Linked DNA regions of Delphinus delphis: region 1 is linked to region 2. A link is a contact called in public Hi-C data. All regions are on one chromosome and are shown on one strand. The core of a region is the stretch at or near the end of the contact, and the rest is flanking DNA. Distances in the headings are between cores, read along the strand shown. Region 1 holds the start of ESCO2 (establishment of sister chromatid cohesion N-acetyltransferase 2). Region 2 holds the start of PTK2B (protein tyrosine kinase 2 beta).

Region 1 (6,839 bases), core at 2,201-4,700, 430 kb after region 2:
AGCCATGTGAAGGTAATCTGTGGGTCCATAAATCAGAGGGGCTTAAATTTGACACTGGAAATATAGCAAGGCTAATGTTTCATTACTCTCTTATGAGAGTGTGAAAGAATAAAACTAAGCAGATTTTAGTTAGAGATACTAATTTTAAAAGGGAAGGCAAAAACTTTCTATTGAGATTTTCAATCCATTTTTTTAAAAAGTTTTTTTGCAGTAAACCATCAGTTGCTTGAAAAGCTTGGCTATCTATACGAAGTCATTTCCTGAAGATTCTGTATGTTCAAGTTGTTTTCTGTACTAGGATATATAAAGTTTTACTACTATCTTACTGGAAGTTATAATTTTTCCATTAACTTTGCAATTTTAAAAGCTGCACAAGTGCAGATTTATTAGACTTAGAGGCCAAATATTTTTCTGACAGGAAGCAATTCTGATGTTACAATGGAAGCCAATGAGAAAAATATGATCCCCAAATCAACTGAAGCACTCTGTTCTATTAAGGGCACCTGCGTGTGTATGACTAGCACTCAAGGAATTTAGAATCACTTGAAGGAGAACAAAGCAGCCAGCATAAAATACATTTAGTACCTATATGGCCTGCCTATAGTTTTCATTCCATTGCTGGACTTGTACGGGTAACTATGTTGTCAGGGACTCTCATGAGAGGCTACGAAGAGACACTCCAGTTATCTGGAGGGGCAGGACAGGACAGAGGGAGGATGGAAATGCTATTAGGGGCCTATAATGATTTTTCAGGCTAGTTTGAATTCTGTTTCTAGTAATTTTAATAATATGGGTAAGACAAAATTAAGCCTATAGAGACAGAGAATAGCTTACGGCACACCGTGGAAGCCTAAACTACTGAGAAAAATGAGATATGATAGTATGACGGAGTAGCAGGGGAGGGGGTCTGTGAGTTAGAACTTCCCTGGGCTTCAACGTTCTCATCTCTAAAGAGCAAGTACCACTCTACTGAAACCCACACAAACACTGTGCAGCTAGTTTCACTTAAATCTCACCTTTAACAAGTAGGCAGAGCCAGTAGCAACAGAATAGAGTGTGCTAGAAGTCAAAAAATATCATTCATTTATTCAATAAGTATTTATTGAGTAACTATTATGAGCCAGGCACTACACTAGAGAAACCAGGAGATCCTCTCCCTGCCCTCAAGGGGCTTACACTCTATCTCAAGTAGACAGAGTTTAATATCATATAACAAATGCAATGCCAAAGGCATACATGGGTGTTAAGGGGATCCCCGAAGAGTTATATCTAAGCAATCCTGGGGTGGCGACAAGGCGGGAAAGGCATCTATTAATGACTGGCGAGGGCTGTCTCAGGGGGAGAAGCAGCTAACTGGGGGGTTGATTGTAGGCAAAGAGAACAACATAAGCAGAGAAATGAAGACAGTATTTCCTGGGAACTAAACACACCCTTTCCTTGCCTGCCAAAGACAAATCAGAAACATTATCATGTCACTTTTCAAGATCTGGGACATCAACTCTGCCCAATGAGTGGCTGTATCGCTATTCCAGAGTCTTTTTATGGCTTTCTGTAACATCCAGGCCCTATAACCCTTTCCTAGAAAGCTAAGGCGCACTTCCGGTAAGGCAGAGTTGTTGGCAGATGTCTCCTTTCTTTCTCTATGCGGGTAATTACCAGGGCGCAGCAAGATTAAAGGTTACGGGGGTGGGTGGGGAAGGGAAGACTTGGGATAGGGGTGCGAAGAAGTCCACAAACTGTCCAATTCCAGGTAGCGACAGGTATTTCTGAATGAGGGGAAAGAACAACTCCCGGAGGCAAAGACAGCAAGGGAGATGGTGCCTCTACGTGCCCCCAGGCCCTGACAAGGGGGCGCACGGGGTGGACTGGGACGGACACGGTGGGGGGACCATGAGGACGCGGGAAGAGGCACCCACTGCCGAGGAGGCGCTCAAGGACCAGGCTCAGCGGCGGCCTGGGGGTTTCGGCTTCGGAGCCCCGCGGTCGAGCAGGGACCCGGGAGGTCTCGGCGCCCACTCACCGCTGCTGCTAGTGAAGTAGAACACCATGATCCCGGCGGCGGCACTGCGACTCCAGCGCCGAGCAGCGGCACTCAGCCCTGGAAGATCAAGATACCGGAAGCGCGGAGGCCGCGTTCCCCGGAACTCCTCCGCGCACTTCCGGCGGACGTCGGGCAGTGTCATAACGGCGGCTGCTGGCGGGCTACCGTGTCGGCGCGGTCAGAGCTCAGCTTACTAGGGGATTGAGGGGAAAGAGGATGGAGCCAGGACAATAGGTGATTGGAAAACTGCGGGGAAACTCCGTCTTTCTAAGAGAAAAATGTCATTCACTGACTTTATTTTCAGAACCTCCACCCCGTGAGCGGTCAAATCTTGAGGCTTAGCTCTTGGTCTTATCTGCCTCCTTTCAGCCGCATCTGGCCTGCCTGAAAGTAGAAACCTGTTGTCTTCTTCACAGCTAGGCGTTCACTGAGCCAGTTACGGTACTTGGCACTTAGTAGGAGCTCATTAAATTTTGAGTGAACCCCAATTCCTCCACTATTCTCATTCTAGGTCCATCACCTACTGGGCACATTTGGTGCTGCACTTAACCTTAGCTGTAAGATGAAGATGAATAGAGCTGCTAATTCACAGGCTATTTTGCCAGGGTTAAATAAGTTAATGGGCAAGACTGGGCAAACCTCTGAACCTCAGTTACCTTCCAGATGTAAAGTGGGAATGATCTGACTCAAGGGAATTTCCCACAGCACTTAGTTTTGACCTGACTATTTCTCTTAACTTCATCTGACCGACTTCATTCTGCATCACTTAACTAAATTTATTTAGAACTAAGAAAGTGCCAGAGACTGTACCAGGAGCTGGTACACAAAGATAACAACAGTAGCTAATAATCAGTAAGTGCTTTAGGAATCTTTGGGCTTTGCAAAGGAAGAACCTAGCTCTGTCCTATAAATAGTCATTGTTTTCAGGCCCTCAGTTTTATTCTCTGTAAAGTGGGAATGATGATACATATCTCATAGACTGTGGTGAAGAGTAAATGAAGTAAAACACATCAAATGTGCAAGAATGCCTGGCGCATAGATGTTACTGTAATGATTTTTTAATTTAACTTGAAAAATGAAAAAATGAGCTGGAAACCTAACGTATTACTAGTTAAAAAAAAAGGTAAACTAACAGTAAAGCTTCAAATGTGAAAAATAACTGCCTCGAAATCTTAGAGAGGCTACCTTACAAAAACATCTTACACTAAGTGACCTTAGAATGTGCCTGGAGTTCCAGAGTTTAAAATAATATAAAAACCTCAGTTTTATTCTGCTAAAAACTACAATTCCCAGAATGCATCTTAGATAAGGCCTCCGGAATGGAGCCCGGCGCGCCTCACGGGATTCTTGAAGACTTGGTTTCGGAGAGAAGAGAACTTTTAGCCTTCCAAGGGCGGGAGAATCTTGGAGACCGCCTTTCGGGTAGGCGGGGCAAACGCTAGTGCACAACCAATCACCGAGCCAGCCCCTAGACGCGCTGGGAAGCGGCCAATCGGAACTCACCTACTTCTGCCTGGACTGGCGCGCGAGAATTTGAATACAGTCGGGACCCCTGGCTCTGCTGAGGAGAGGTTGCCAGTCCGAGGGGCGGGTAAGTCCTGCGGAGGGTCGAGGCGTGGGGTGGAAGAGCCAGGAGACCGGGAGGTTCTGTGGAACGTGGAGGTGAATGTCAAGGAAAAAGAGCTTGTGCTCGGTGCTTGGCGCGTTCGCGGCTGGAGACCGAAGCCAGCGAGCGGGTGTCCGCACTTCCAGGTCACCGGGTTTCCATCTTTCTGACGCCGAGTTTTCTCGTCTTTTTGCTGAAAGCGTTTGGGGACAGAGGCGCTTTTCTCTCCTACCTTTCCTCATTCAGCCCCGGAAGGGTCTTGCCTTAAGCCGCAGCTCGACACGAATTCCCAGAAACCCAGGTCCTTCTGTTTGTTTGAAGCCAAGCTTGTGTAATTTTTTTTTTTAAATATACTTGATCCGAAGGAAGGGGAAGGGAAAACGCTATTGAGCAACATACCATCTGCCCGAGAGTTAACATGCGTGATTTTGTTTACCCGCAGTCTTAGGAGGTCAGAGTATTTTGTAAATAAGGAAACAAGCAGCTCCTCGACTAGAAAAATGAGAGAGGATTACGCTTCCCCGTTTTCTTGCTTCTGATGAAAAAGCTAGAGACGGCCTCTGCCTTCTTTGAACATGTAGGCTTTTGAGAAAGTCAAACTAACAACAAGAAAATGTGCTAAACGGATACCAAGGAGGTGCAGGATGGAATGGAAGCCTAGGGCAAGAGCATCTAACAGCGGGAGGGGTAGGGGTGAGGGCAATGGCAAGGACAGCTGCCCAGAATATAAAGTGATTAAACTTGGTATGGGTTCATCAGGCTAATTGAGGGGAAAGTGTGTCCTGAAATGGGGTTAAATCCTTCCTCAATAGGATCATTTTCCGGCTTGAAACATGTAGTATTCCTGCTTAATTAGTTAATTAAATTGTACTGTCCCTGCTGAATTAGTTACTACTGTGATGTAGTGTTTTTCCTTTTCTTTTTTTTTTTTTACCTTCATGGTTTAAACCTTTATTAAAGTGATTTGCTTTTTAAACCCATTCCCCCTTTTTTGGATCTTTATGGACCATTACCCATCTGAGAACTCTTTCAGACTTATAAAGTATAATTTTGATTTACTGATTTTTATACACATTGGATTAATTTGGTTATTATATTGTTCTGTTGCTTTTAGGAGTTCAGTTAAGAAGATGTCAACTTTAACTCCAAGGAAAAGGAAGCAGCATTCTTTGAACTGTGATAAGTGAGTCTCATCCTATGAGTAGAAACTGTTAAAAAAAGAAAAATTCACCATCTTGCATTTTTTATCTCCTCTCTTCTATCTCTAAGTATTTCCATTCTTCCATTCACCTACTCCTTGTGGCTACAGTAATACTTTATATTCTAATTCTAGCCTGGAAATACTGTAAGCTTTCATAATTAATTCTTTAAGGCCTTTGGAGGGACTCAGAGAAAGGGCTGTTTCCTATGGCTTGGAAATGTGGGTCAGATCTTTTATTACCTTGCTCCTTTCTGCTCTCTTATGTAATATTTAACATACTGTTTTGCATATAGTAGATACTCATCAGTAAGCAATCCTCTAAAGCTCTATACTCTATGTCATACCAGAGATATATATTATAGAACAGCCCTAAGTGGTCAGTTTATTACATAAAATTAATCATTTTAGGGAAATTATAGCAGGTATATGGCCAAAACTTAGAAATAGGTTTTAAAACACACACGCACACACATATACATATACGTGCATCTCAAAGCTTCTCTGTAAACAGTGTTTGTTTTCACAAACATTGGAATCTTAGTTTTGAAAAATATTCAAATGCTTTGTTTGGTAAAGACAGAATTTGAGAATCCTGCTGTTAAACTACTAATGTATATGGATGGATGTTTGGTGGAGAAGATGCATTTTTAATATGCCTTACAGGTAGAGCTGTTTATTGCTTAGCAGTAAATTGACATAGAAATGGAAGCAAAATAACTATATTTATCAATGGACTGTGTTTCTTTTCATAGCCTATTATCAGAAATTCCATCAAAGAAATTAATTTCGGACTTTACTGAAAATATATTTCCATCACCTAATAAAAAGCACATTTGCCAAAGCAGTGATAAAAATGAAGGAAAGATTCATTGCTCTCAACAAGGCCATTTCATTTCAAGTCCACTCAAAACGACTAAAACTAGATTGCCATCTGCAAATCAAGGTTCACCATTTAAATCTGCTGTGTCTACCATATCCTTTTACAACAAAGATAAGTGGTACCTCAATCCACTGGAGAGAAAGCTGATAAAAGAGAGTAGATCTATTTGTCTAAAAACTAATAATGAAGATAGATCGTATCCCAGTGTGACAGGAAAAATGCAGGGAAAACCAGCCTGCTCCAAGACGATGAACAAAAAACCACAGAAGTGTTTAACTGCTAAGTGTCAACCAGGATATAAGTGCATCAAGCCTGTGTCAAAGAATCCTAAAAATTCCAAGCAAAATCGAGTGGCCTATAAGCCAATTGTGGAGAAAGAAAATAATTGTTACTCAGCTGAAAATAATCTGAATGCTCCTCGAGTTCTAAGCCAAAAGGTCAAACCGCAAGTTACCCTCCAGGGAGGAGCGGCTTTTTTTGTTAGGAAAAAACCCTCTCTGAGAAAATTGTCCCTGGAAGATAAGCCATTACTGGGACTCACCCAAAAGAATAAATCAGAAGTTATTGAAGAGTCTGATGTGGAAACTGTCAATGAAAGAAGTTTTGAGACAAGGCAAGTGCCAAAGTGTTTGTTAGTAGAAAAAGAACTGAACACTGAGCTGCTGAGTGAAAGAAGCAAAAATGAAGAGAAATTAATAAAGGTAAATGTAAATATATCACTTTAAAAACTAAGCTGGCCATATAACAGAGCTTCAGTATACATTGTATATATGTAACTTTGAACAAAATTTGTTTTTCTTTTTTATAAATTTATTTTATTTTTGGCTGCGTTGGGCCTTCCCTGCTGCACGTGAGCTTTCTCTAGTTGTGGTGAGCGGGGCTACTCTTCGTTGCTGTGCGCGGGCTTCTCATTGCGGTGGCTTCTCTTGTGGAGCACGGGCTCTAGGTGCACGGGCTTCAGTAGTTGTGGCTCGCGGGTTCTAGAGCACAGTAGTTGTGCACGGGCTTAGTTGCTCTGCAGCATGTGGGATCTTCCCAGACCAGGGCTCGAACCCATGTCCCCTGCCTTGGCAGGCAGATTCTTAACCACTGTGCCACCAAGGAAGCCCAA
Region 2 (6,955 bases), core at 2,285-4,784:
CTCACCTGTCCAGCCTTCCCACACTGTCCCCACCACCACCGCCTATCCACTCATGCAGAACGATAACTTGTCTATTTGCTGGCTGACGTCCCCACACTACAGTGCGAGCTCCATGGGGCAGGGGCTCTGGCTTACTGACTTCTGCAGCCTCAGCACCCAGGATAGGTCCTGGCGCACAGCTGTCTAACGCATGAGTGATGCCACCCAGCAGCAGGCTGAGCACACTCCTCAGATCTTTCCGGACAGGACTCCTCACCCCCTCAGACATAGCCCTGAGTGCCCACTGGTCTGTCAGCATCATTCCTCTGTTTAAAACCCTCCAACTGCTCCCTACAGCCTTTAGAACAAAGGCCAAGACTGGGGCCTCCTGGCTCCTTCTGCAACTCCACCCTCATTCTCTCAGTGTCTGGATAGTCACTGCTTCTGGACCTTTACACATGCTGCTGCCTCTGCCTGAAATACCCTCCCTGACCCCCCTTCACCTGGCTAACACTTCCTAACCCCTCAGTCTCTGCTTGAAGCTCCTTGAAGGTACGAATTACTGTTTAGCTCGTGTCCTGCAGTATCCCCAGGGCCTAGCAGTACGAGGCATCTGCTGAATAAACAGAAAGATGTCATTAGACCATATGCACTTTGGGGCACCTGGCTCACTGGTCTTGAATCCTGGCTTAGCTCAGCCCTGGGTTCTGCCTTAGTGCTCTTGGCCTTGACCCCTGCCCATCTTCCTGATCTATACTTCTGGCGGTCCCACGGTGATTCGTCATGACTCGATCCATGGTGGCCCCCTACCTCAACCCCAGCCCCCAGAATGCCCAGCACTTACTTCAGCTATCCCAAATCAGGACCTGGCACTTCTACCAAGGGAAATGAAGGAGAAAAAGCACTGCTGTGGACCACTGTGACAGCAGTTACAGGCTTATCCCATTGCCGAGCTAGTGTAGGGTTCAAACAAGCATATTGATGACATTCCCCTTCACTTGAACTTTGTCAAAATGTGTATGGAACTGTCAACTTTTGATATTTCTTAAGAAAGGCATTAAAGCAAACAAACTAAAACAGTGTCTGGAGACAGGCATTCTTATAGTGCCTCCTTTTCAGTACACTCAGCTTCAGACTAGCAGAGCTGGGTTCTCCAAACTGTGGGTCTGACCTATGTATTAGTAGGTTTTAGTTGGTGATGAAATAAATTAATATTTTACACCCTGTGCAGTTTTTAAAATAAAACGACAGAAAATACCTGAGTACAATAGACATTTTCACAGAACTTTTGTTTCAGCTGATACAGACACCATACATGCATGTGGCAGTTCTGGGTCTCAATGGAAAAAACATGTCTTACCATGTGCTAGCTGAGGTCAAAAAATCTGAAAACCCCTGAGATGGCTACTCCTTATTTCCTGATCATTCTTCCTTCCTCTGCCAAAAACTTCTCCATGTTAGTTTGCCCTAAAGTTGTTCCTTACCTTATTTATAGCCACTGGAACTCTAGGGGGATGCTGAGAGAGTGATCCAGAAGGGACCAGGTGGCCAGGGCCAGGGCCAGAGGCCTCCCCACAGCTACACAATACAGGGATCCAGCCCGGGAAGGAGGGGAAAGATGTGGGGAGATCTAAAAGGCTCCACATCTTTGGCCAGGTCTTGGGGTCCTGCACCTCCACCTTGAGTGTGCCAAGTTCCAGGGTTGTGGGCTTACCCACACCTGTGCTTCTAAAAGTGGCATGGGCCACACACCTGTGGTAGAAAGGGTGCACGGCCTCAGCCCTTCAGAGGTGGTGGGGCAGGGGAGCTGTCTTGAGAACATCCTGTAACCCCAGTTCTCACACTTCCTGTTGACATTCTCTCTCCTTCCATCTCAGGCCCCTGGGCCGGCCTTGATGAAGAAGGCAGCCTCTGTATGTTACCAGCGGCAGGGAGTGGGGGTCCCGAGGAGGCACCAGCAAGCTGGCAGGGGGAAGAGGGGCGGGACCGGGCACACCAGCTCTGGCAGGCTGGAGTGCAGGAGCAGCGGGGTCAGGGTGCTGGGTTCCAGTCCACGTGCGCACTCAGCCACCTCCAGCACGCGGCCGCGCTTACCCGAAAGTCGTGGGCAGTGTCCTTCACCGGCTGCACGCGGTGCCCCTGGTGCCGGGGGTCGGTCTGGCACGAGCAGCACAGCAGCTCCTTGTCGTCGAGACAGAAGAGGTTGAACTGGCCGCGGTGCAGGCGGCAGAGGCGCGGAGAGCGGTGGCCGGTCCAGCGCGCGCCCTCGGCCTCCTCGCGCAGCAGCTTCTCCACGAGGTTATTGAGGGTGTGGTTGGTGCGCAGGTCGGCGGGGGCCGCGCGGTCCTTGCACACCGGGCAGGTGGGTGCCACCTGCACCTCCCAGCAGCGGGTCACGCACCCGCGGCAGAAGTTGTGGCCGCAGCGCAGAGTCACGGCGTCACGGAAGGGGTCGTAGCAGACGGCGCAGAGCAGCTCCTCCTTGAAGGAGCGGGAAGGCCCGGGGGACAAGGCGGGCCCCGCTTCCATTGCCCCGGATCCCGGATCCCGCGCCCGCAACTTTCGCTCCAGCCCCTCCCATCCGCCGCGCGGCTCCCGCGACCCTGCGGAGGCCGGCGGTCAGCCCCTTCCACTCGGAGCACTGAGCGACAGCGGTGCCGGCCAATCGCGCTGGGCGCGCTCGGGAGGCTCCGCCCAAGTTCCGGTCGGCTCGGGAAACCCCGGAAGAGCGAGGTGGGCCCCGTATGCTCCGCAATCCCGGTCAGTCCTAGGCGAGCAAGTTTAGCCGGGAAAAAACACCCCAGCAGTGTTCTAGGGCTTCCGTGTCACTGCAACCTACTTCCGATTTCAAATGGGAAATGAAGTCTAGGAGCCTCTTCCTTAAGTGGTCCCCGGAAATCTCAGGCCCGTGAGGTGGGAGAAGCCAGAGCTCCTTACTTCGTGGTTCCGAAGTGAAGTCTGATCTTAACGGCGTCGTTAGCTTTTTCACCGCTTAAGAGTTTGCAGTGCCCTTTCAAAGATCTGTGCCCGCTCTTGCATTAGTTGCTTACTTATTTTGGGCAGTCTTGTGCCTGCCCCCTGGGGTAAGGCGGGAACAAATGAGAGAAAGGGGCAGTGGAAGACCTCTGAGAAGATCCGATTCTTGTCCCGTGGTTGAATAGGCGGGCAAGTCACCATCTTTCCAGAATCTATTTCCTCGTGAGTGAAACAGAGATTAAGGACGTCTGCAAAGTTAGCTGTGGGAACTGAAATCCAGGCTAAATTCCTGCCAGGTACAGCAGGCCTGAGTCTCTCCAACCTGCGTCACGTTGATCACTTTACAACGTTCAGATGTGGGATTCCTTTCCCCTGGAACACTTTCATTTCCGGCTTCCGTTGGAAGACAAGTCTCCACAGGTCTCATGTTTCTGTATGCCACCCAGAGACACTGCCTTTTTGGTACTGTCTTTTCAAGGACGTTTCTATGATGAACAGCCTCAGAAGGCAGAGATAATGTCTCCCTCCAGGCAAAGATCTGGCAATCTTACTCTTCATTATAAAAGATTTGGGTTCCCTAAGCTTCCTCCTGTGGCCCACATCATGTAGGCTTTTGGGAATTAAGGCTCAGGAAACTGGCCCAAATGACTATAATCTGACTATTGCCATTGCTGTTAGTAATAAACTGTGCGTTGACTCAAGAGTTTCATCTACCAGCATTCCTGAAACTGTGGCATGCTAACATGTGTTGACTAGAGAAAAAAAAAAAAAAGCACAACTTAAAAGTTGAGAATTACATCTTACTTGGCGGACAAAACAGAGGACTTAAGCCCTGAGGGACTGCTTGCTCCAAAGAGGTAGGAGAGGATCCAGGATACATAGTTTTTGCAACAAAGACCAGGTAGTCGGAACTTGAAAAGATTACTGTTAATTAAAGAAAACCAGATATCTCAAGTTAGGGAATTTAGCACTTTTCTATGTATGGGAAGATGCAAGAGTCTGGGCTCACTAATTGATGTGCACCTCGGCTATCTGAGGTCAGTATCCTGTGCTTTCTCATCCTGAGTCTCTTCGGGGTGCATCACTGGGGGGAAGGGGGCAGTGGCTGCAGCAGTTGACTGCTAGGTCGGGGTAGCGTTAATGTGATGGCTTGATGGCCGCAACATCCTTTGTTTACCGATACGGCAGGCAGCATTTTTTCCATTGATACTTGTTAGCTTGCAAGTAGGCTAACATCTAGACAATTTCCTTCCAAACTTTTACTCAGAATAGGCCTTTCCCCACAATGCCAAGCTGATGGATGCCACTAAGTGTTATTGCTTTCTGGAGTGTTTCTTATACATGATCAGTGGTCCTCCTGCAGTTACCGGGGGAGCTTTCTAAATAAAAGCACAGATTCTTGAGTCCAGATTCTTTGATCTACTTGCCTCTTTGGGAGGAAAGGCCCAGGAATCTGCGTTTTTCACACGCTCTCCAGGTGATTCTCAGGTACAGTAAAGTTTGAGGCCCATTGTGCTAGGTCTACTCACCCAGCAAGTAGGTCTCCAGTTAGGCTTACTGGTTCAAAAATTAACCTTCGAGACAATATCTGAAAAGGCCACAAGATGGGGCTAATAACCCCACATGCCAGGCACCTCCCTGGAAAATCTTGTCTCTTCTAGTCTCACTTTCTTTCACTGTTTTATCTATGTGTCCCAGTTGCCCTGCGAATCTGTTTTGCTGTATGGGTGTTTCATTCTGTTCTTATGATGTCCCTTGTTTGTTTTGTTGTTGGTTCTTTTCTCAACTCTCTGAGTAGGGCCGCAAATCAAAACAAGGGTAAAGAGTAGAAATTAACAGATGGAGCTTTTTTTTCTTTAAGGAGAATACAAAGGTTAACATTAAACCAGTAGGGTCCTCCAGTCTTTCTGGAAATCTGGAAAGGACTTGGTCCTATTCCAAGCACCACCATTAGCCAGGGGCAAGACCTGGGGCATAATATTTCACTTTCCTTACTTCCTTTTTCTCAACTGTAAAAGGAAAGATTGGACTAATTGTTCCAAATTCTTACCAGCTCAGACACTCCGAACTTTTTTTATTCTTTGCATAATTTCAGGAAAGAGGGTGATTAAGATACAGAGACCAGGAAAGAGAAGTCTTGGTGATTGTAACTAATGTGTCACCAGCTCCTGTTTCTTCTTCCAGGAGAAAGGACCTTCTTCAGAGGCCCTGAAGTTCAGGTCCTCTGTATACCAGCTAAACTATTACAAAACTCAACTGGCAGTTCTCACTACTATAACTTGCCCCATCCCATCCCATCCCCAGGCATCTTTGCCAGGCAATGCCACATTTCCAACCCCCCTGCTATCACCATGTACATTTATGTAAGGAATGACAACTCTTTATTAAATGTCGTGTTAGGAAAAAAACTATTCCTAGGTGCAGAAAGAAGAACAGCTTTTTTTTTTCCTTTTTAAAGCAGATGACTAGAAAGTGACTACTGCAAATAAAAAGCAGAGATTGTTAGATTAGATAAAAAAGCAAGACCCAACTATATGCTACCTAAAAGGAACCCACTTAAATATAAGCCTACAAGTAAGTTAAAAGTAAAAGGATGGAAAAAGATATGCCATGCTAACACGAATCAAAGAAAGTTGGTGTGGCCCTATTAATATCAGAAAAAGCAGATTTAATATCAAAGAATATTATAGGGATAAGGAGGATGACTGCTGTATTTGACAGTCACAGGGCTGGCAGTAGCAAGAACCATTTTCAGAAATGGGCAACCAGAGATGCAGATGTACTTGAACTTGTTCAGCAACGTTACCAAGGACATCTTAGAGGAAATCACTGTAGTCTGATGCTTGATGTTGGACACAGTGATGGCTTAGGCCTTCTCTGAGGCCTCTGCCATAGAGAAAGGAGGGTAGGGGCTCTGAGTTTGACTTGCAGGGGGAACTCCCATAAGAATTAGTGCTTAATGCAAGTGACTAGGGAAACACCTGGGGTAGTAAATCGCCTGCCTCTGGATCAGATTCAGTCTCAGACTTCTTTTATTTGCTCCATATGCTTTTTTTCCTCTGTATCACTTATGATCTTCTAAGCTGCAACTTGTAAATTGCAACTCACAATGATTAAACCATAAGGGCATGGAAGATCTCACATAACAAAGTCTGGAGGCAAGAAGGCTGTGTCCAGCCGTGTGACACTGAGACCCCAGATTCTTTCCATCTTTCTGGTCTGCCTATGGCTGCCTTTGGGTTAGAAAATTACCGCAGCTGCTCCAGATATCTTATGCTGTTGTAAATCAATGTCCAGAAATGGAATAGGACCATTTCTCCCTAGTATGCTTCATTTTCAGAGCCACGAAACCTTTCCTACAAACCTCCAGAAGATTTTCCCTCACACCTTATCAGCCAGAACTGGGTCACATGCCCACCTCTAAATCCATCACCATCAAGGAGGATGAGACTGCTATGACCGACTTAAACCAATTAGGCTTTACCTGAGTCATGTGCTGGAGGGCTGGTCACTGAGATACCTTTGGGGCTCAGCTATTTGTTAGAAAGATGGGGAAATCGCCATAAGATAGGCAGCTACAGGATCAAAACAGTTGCCAACATATGCAAATTGGCAGATTTACCATAAAAAAAATTTTTTTTCCCTCTGCTTTTTTGTTGTTTAAAAAAAATTAATTGTGCTAAAATGAGCATAAAACTGACCATCCTAGGCGTTTTTAAGTGTACAGTTCAGTAGTATTGAGCATATTCCCATTATTGTGCAACAAATATGCAGAACTTTTCATCTTGTAGAACTGACACTCTGAACCCTTTAAACAAATGCCCTCTTCCTCCTTTCCCCAGGCCCTAGCAACCACCCGTCTACTTTATGTCTCTAAGAATTTGACTATGCTAGGTACCACAAATAAGTGGAATCACTTGTTTGTGACTGTCTTATTTCACTAAGCATAATGTCCTCAAAGTTCATCCATGTTGTAGCATATTTTAGAGTTTCCTTCCTT

What was found. A called contact is a pair of places that touch in the nucleus more often than the background predicts.
Region 1: a contact with region 2 is called in a Hi-C map of lung, with 7 times the contacts expected there. The contact joins the promoter of ESCO2 here to the promoter of PTK2B in region 2. A contact is called at or near these places in 2 of 3 Hi-C or Micro-C datasets (lung and muscle).

What each region holds. Positions count from the first base shown.
Region 1 is chr6:104,154,292-104,161,130 of mDelDel1.2, forward strand. It overlaps ESCO2 (establishment of sister chromatid cohesion N-acetyltransferase 2), which reads left to right and starts at 3,451. Exons shown (of 11, transcript XM_060013602.1): 1 at 3,451-3,632; 2 at 4,762-4,830; 3 at 5,601-6,429. The coding sequence starts at 4,778. CCDC25 (coiled-coil domain containing 25) reads right to left here and starts at 2,103. Exons shown (of 10, transcript XR_009519936.1): 1 at 2,021-2,103.
Region 2 is chr6:103,722,699-103,729,653 of mDelDel1.2, forward strand. PTK2B (protein tyrosine kinase 2 beta) reads left to right here and starts at 3,535. Exons shown (of 32, transcript XM_060015200.1): 1 at 3,535-3,992. TRIM35 (tripartite motif containing 35) reads right to left here and starts at 2,551. Exons shown (of 6, transcript XM_060013600.1): 1 at 2,074-2,551. The coding sequence starts at 2,508.